2 separate regions of the Hordeum vulgare genome follow, and region 2 is linked to region 1. The links are chromatin contacts, called in public Hi-C maps. All regions are on one chromosome and are shown on one strand. The core of a region is the stretch at or near the end of the contact, and the rest is flanking DNA. Distances in the headings are between cores, read along the strand shown. Region 1 holds the start of LOC123406380 (guanine nucleotide exchange factor subunit Rich-like). Region 2 holds the start of LOC123406092.

Evidence for each region. Hi-C and Micro-C count contacts between places; a contact is called where the count stands out from the background.
Region 2: a contact with region 1 is called in a Hi-C map of leaf, with 2.0 times the contacts expected there. The contact joins the promoter of LOC123406092 here to the promoter of LOC123406380 in region 1. A contact is called at or near these places in 3 of 6 Hi-C or Micro-C datasets (leaf and seedling).

What each region holds. Positions count from the first base shown.
Region 1 is chr6H:532,005,310-532,008,085 of MorexV3_pseudomolecules_assembly, reverse strand. LOC123406380 (guanine nucleotide exchange factor subunit Rich-like) reads right to left here and starts at 1,409. Exons shown (of 22, transcript XM_045099888.1): 1 at 1,056-1,409; 2 at 793-941; 3 at 613-694; 4 at 63-478. The coding sequence starts at 1,301.
Region 2 is chr6H:532,194,774-532,197,473 of MorexV3_pseudomolecules_assembly, reverse strand. It overlaps LOC123406092, which reads right to left and starts at 1,396. Exons shown (of 10, transcript XR_006612005.1): 1 at 878-1,396; 2 at 1-293.

The DNA of each region.
Region 1 (2,776 bases), core at 160-2,659:
CAACCAATGCAACTTGTTCTTAACAGCTTAAGAAAAAACATATATCTGTATGAGAGGCTTACCCCCAGTCAAACAAAGAAAGAGTGCGTATATGCCGCGCATTCTCAGCCAGGTCATACAATTCAACAACACCTCTGCTGCACCCGACGGCAAGAATCTGCTGTTCGGAAGCCACAGAAGTACACATTGCATCGACAGTGTTCAACCATCTGTCTACCCTGATGCCGCTGGTTTGCTTTAATCCCTTCTTGCCAACCGTACAAAGCGCAACCTGACAGTCTGAGTACACAGCAACTAGCAATCTTAGCTTCACCGACAACTCAACATGGACGATAGCAAAATCCCCTGTGCAGCAGGGAGCAGGCCTTGCATTAGAATTTCCTCGCAAGCTAGGCGGATCAAACACCAAAGCATCTACAACGGCAGCAGTTTTGTCGGGCGAGCATGCGGAGCAACGAAGCTTGAAGCTGTCCGAGAACTGGCAAGCAAGAACAACAACAACACATGCAGCATGCTTAAGATAGCAAGTAGGAAGCAAAGATGGCACAAGTACACGCTTCGCTTCTAACGGGCGACTTACAAGAAACAAAAGCAGTATGCATTTCCATGTACCTCAGCATTCCAGGACACGACCTGCAAGTGCCCATTGGACAGTCCAAGGAGCATGCTCTTGCTGTCGCACGCGAAATTGCTCCTGAAACATGATACCATACTGACACATTAGCTCCCCGCAGCAGGAATTTTTGTTGGCTCTCGTGTCTGGGGGTAAGGAGCAGTGGCCGGATACCGTACGTTACAGAAATGTCATTGGCGAGAGGGACCTTCTCGACGATTACTTGGGACAGACCGGCGAGGCAGAGCCCGGGGAGCTGCTTGCCCCCGACGATCAGCGGCTTCCCCGAGAGCTGCACCTTGTATATGTGGAGGTAGAAGGAAGAGGTCTGCGCACAGCACACGCACACACACACAGTCACACACACACGCATGGAAGTGAGTCGTTGAGCGGAAGAGAGAGAGGGAGGGAGCTGGCGCGGAGCAAGCGGGGAGAGGCTGACCAGGACGGCGACGGTCTTGGCGTCGGGGCTCCAGACGGCGTCGGCGTTGGGGCCGTGCGCGGCGAGGGAGTCCGGGGAGCGGTCGAGGCGGGCGAGGCGGACCTTGTGGTGGGAGGCGGACCAGAGGTGGAGCGAGGCGGGGCAGACGGCGAGGAGGAGGCGGCCGAGGACGCGGAGGAGGACCGCGCCGTCGGACTCGCCCGGGTCCAGCGGGATCGACTGCGGCCACCCGTACGCCATGTACATCGCGGCGGCGAGCGGCCCCCCCTCGCCGGCGGGCGTCGTCCGGCCGGGCGAGATGCGGCGCGGGTCGGGGGAGATCTGAGGGACGGGGGAGGAGGCTGGTGGGGCGAGGCGATGCGGGAGATGCGCACCGGTTTCTTTCTTTTTTGTTTTGCCTTTTCGCTCCCTCGCCCTTTTTCTTTTCTTTATCTACAAACACAATTAGTTTATTTCGGGATCAGATCGGAGATTCCTGGCCATCAGATCAGATCGCTGCTGATTTCGCTTCATGTAACGGCGAAGTCGATGGCAGCGGAGGAGGATCACCGTGACAGGACCGTTCCTACAAACTAAACCTGGGCATAGTCCGGGTCGGACCGGGCTTTAAAAAGTCCGAACGGGAAAACTCAGGCCCGAGCCCGGCCCGGCCCGGCCGTCGGGCCTAACAAATCGGGCCCGAACCCAGCCCGAACATGCAAAGCTTGGTAAAGCCCGACAGGCCCGGCCCGTTCTAGACTTAAAAAATACGTTTTGCAAGCCTGAGCCCGGCTCGGTCTGCTCTTCGGGCTTACTTTTCAGACCTGAGCCCGGCCGGGCCCGGGATTTTCGGGTCGGGTCGGCCGGGCCTGGCTGTCCATGCCCAGATGTACTTCAAACCAAGGTCAAAAAGATTTGCCTCGTTCAATCGACAATAAAAGAGATCAAGTACTTTCCCTCGGGGAAAAATGATCGGGTACAAGAGTGAAAACCACATGCGGTAAATTATATTGTCCAGGTGGAAGCAAATTAGTCATCGAACTCAAGAAACGGTAAAAGCCGATGTATAAACTTGCTCTGTCTAATTTTATCTTTTCAAGAAACTCCGTCTAATAACATATGACATTGTAGTCACGGATAGTGTCAAACCGATAGCAGGCCTGAGCCGGCTTCGAAAACTACCTTGGATTTGTACCTTACGTGTGTGGTAACCGCAAAGGAGTTGGGACTCAATCCTCGGGGCCCGATCCCTAGGTCGTGGATCATATCTCTGCCTCAGATTGTACTTGATTTTCCGCATATTTTATCGACGTGACAGTATCTTTGACATACCAAGTATATATGGAAGTGTGTTTGTGACACCATGTTGTTTCCTAGGGGGTGATAAACATGTGGGTTGGTATGTGTCGTGGTGCTCAATTTGACAATGAAAGGGGGGTATGAACGGAGTTTGGTCTGACGAGACGTGATTGGAGACACAAGAATGTATACAAGTTAGGACCCCTCGATGGAGAAGGTAAAAATACTAGTCATGTCTTTGTGTGATTTAAGTTTACGTATGGGTACGCGGAGACTATAAACCTTTAGATAGATTCCTTAGGCGTGTTTACATAGAATGCATTGTCGCAAAGGTCCCTTCAACTATCTAGTAATGACTTGGATTGATTATAGGTGATTGACAGCCCACTACTAGTAGTAACACGTGTATATATTATTATGTCCCCATTGCGTTTCGATAGATC
Region 2 (2,700 bases), core at 147-2,646, 190 kb before region 1:
AGGTCGGAGTAGGATATGTCACGGGGCAGCATGACGATCCTGGTGTCGCCGCCGACGTAACGGAGACGGCCGTCGAGCGGGCGGGGAAGGATGCTGCCTCCGAAGCTGCAGAGGAACTTGGCCATGCGCTGTGCCCCATCAGACTCGGTGCTGGCCGCAGCGGCAGCAGAGGGCGCCATGTGTGCCAGAGACTGCGTGATCAAGCTGGCTTGAGTTGGATCGGCGACAGAGCTAAGTACATCACCCGATTGCAATCCACCAGTTCCAATCAGCTGCTCTTGTTAGCCCCTTCCCTGTCGATAGAAAAATACAGTACGAAAATTATTAGTCCACAGACCAAAGATTTGGCACCTTCCATCAGACAAATATATAAGGGCATATGAAATCAAGAAACGAAATCGGACAATTCCCCACGGATTTGACCAATAACACCCCAGATCAGCCTACCGTCAGAGACGAGACAGAATCGTTCCCGAAAAAAAGAATGGGCCGGGCGAAGAATGCGTTGGAGCAGCGCGAGATCGCGCTTCTGAAGGCGAAGGCCGAATGGTTTGGCCGCAAAATCCCAATCCGAAATCTGAAAGCAGAACCTGCACGGACTGAGCTGCTATGATTCCCCCGCGGGGCGGAGAATTCGCCAACGGAATTCCCCGCCGATCTTGGCCAGGAAAGAAAAGGGGGGAAACTCGTTCCGCCTCCTCCCGAAACAGACGGAAGGGATAAGAAGGGACGAACGAACGAACTTGCATAAAGGAAAAGAAAAAAAAACAGGGAAAATAATCGGGAGAGAAGCAGGCAGCACGCAGATTGTTGAGGGAGAGGGAGGGAGTGAGTGAGGGGATGGATGGATGGTGATGGTGGTGGTGGTGGTCCGTACCTGCGTGCCTCTGGTACGATCCTCGGGGTCGGCTGAGCGAGCGGGCAGCCGACTTGGGCGGCTGGGCTCCGGGCGGCGGTGCGGTTGCGCTTAGGGGCGGGGGAGGGGATGCGAGAGGGACGAGGGGGGAGGAGGCGTCCTCGGGATTTGCGGTGGGGAAGTGAGGGAGGGCGTGGCGCTGTTATTGGCTGGGGGATTCGGGCCGCGGGGATATTCGCTCGCTCCGGGTATCACGCCGTCAGCGCGGGGGCCATCGCCGGCGCCGGCGCCGCCATCCGCGCGGGACTCGTCGGCGTCGGCGTCGGCTTCAGGTGGGGAAGGGGATGGGCTCGTGTCGTGTGGAGGTGGGCCGCCCGTGCGCGTGCGGGTGCGGCGCGCTACCTGTGGTGTGGTGGAGCGATGGAGGGAATGTGGTTTGTTTGCGCGGACGGATGGGCGGGGGAGGGGAGAGAGGGGAGGCGCGGCGCCGGGCCACACGGGTTCTGCGGTGGAGGCGCGGCGGGCCGGCACGTGTGGCGTGATTCTGTTCCGTTGGCGATGACGCGCACCTCCGTTTTTATAGAATCCTACTGCCACCACGCCAACCGATGATCTCCGGTTCAGTTGGCGTTGGGCTGGCCTGCCCTTCTTCTTGCTTGCCTGCTTCCTGCGTGCGTGCTTCCGCGCCGTCCGTTGCCTACACGGCAGGGAGTGTCCACGCAAGCAACAACAACCAGCCCAAGCCCAAGCCCCAGTGGGTTACTTGGTTATTCTCTCATTCTCCATCTTATCCTCGAGTTACACTGCATGTCAACCCGGGCATTACTGATTACTCGACGCTATCTGCAAGGAGGCGTGGCCTGCATTTGGTCACGCGCGCGCTACGTACGACCCGTGGTGCCCTGGGGAGCTACTCGTGTACCAGGTCTCGGCCGGATCGGATCACGGCCGATCGGATACCCTGGTTAGAGCAACTTTAACAACGGAACGACCATTTTATCACTTTTTTGTCTGCTTGGATCGCCCGGCAGACGTCAATGTCCGCTTCGACGTTTGGGTCGGCGCATACATCCAACGCTGGTCCGATTCATCTTTGACGATGCGTGGAAAAAAAACAGGACGAAAATAATAAACAAACATAATTATACATTAAAAGGCGGACACGAAGACTGACGAGAGTCCACGCGTCTCATTACATTAATTAAACATAACAAAAAATATAAACTAGGCGTCCACGTAGTCGTCCTTGTTGGGGCCGGTGAGGTCAACCAGCGTAGGCGCAGGGCCGGCCCAGGGAAATGCCGTGTTCCAGAACGCAGCTACCTGCGCCTCCGTCGTCTGTCTCGCCGGCGCGGGATGTGCTGGTGGTCGTGGCAGCGCAGCACGGGCGCGCTCTTCCTCCTCCAGCTCCCGTCGTTCCTCCTCCGTCTCCTTCTCCAGCTCCATCTGCCGACGGGCCTCGGCGCCCCGCCACGAGGTGTTGCGCCCTTCAGTGCTGGAGGTAGGCTTCCTCATGCTGCTGCGTCGCGCCCAACCAGATGAGCGGCGCGCTCACCCACTCACGGACACAGCCGGTCCTTGGTAAACCTCCCGCGGCGGTTTCGTCGGCTCGGTCTTCGGCCGATCTGGCACGACGCAGTCGCCGACGACGGACAGTGAAATGGCCTCCGCGAGTTGCGCCTCGTACGTCGCCTCCTCCTCGTCGGCCTTGCGCCACTCTTCCTCCTCGCTCCAGCGGAGAACAGCTGCAAGCGCCGCCTGGTAGGCGGCCTCCGCCTCCTGATCTTCGTCGCTAACGACGAGCAGGGGTGGCGGAGGGTCTCCCGGCTGCACGTCGGGCATGC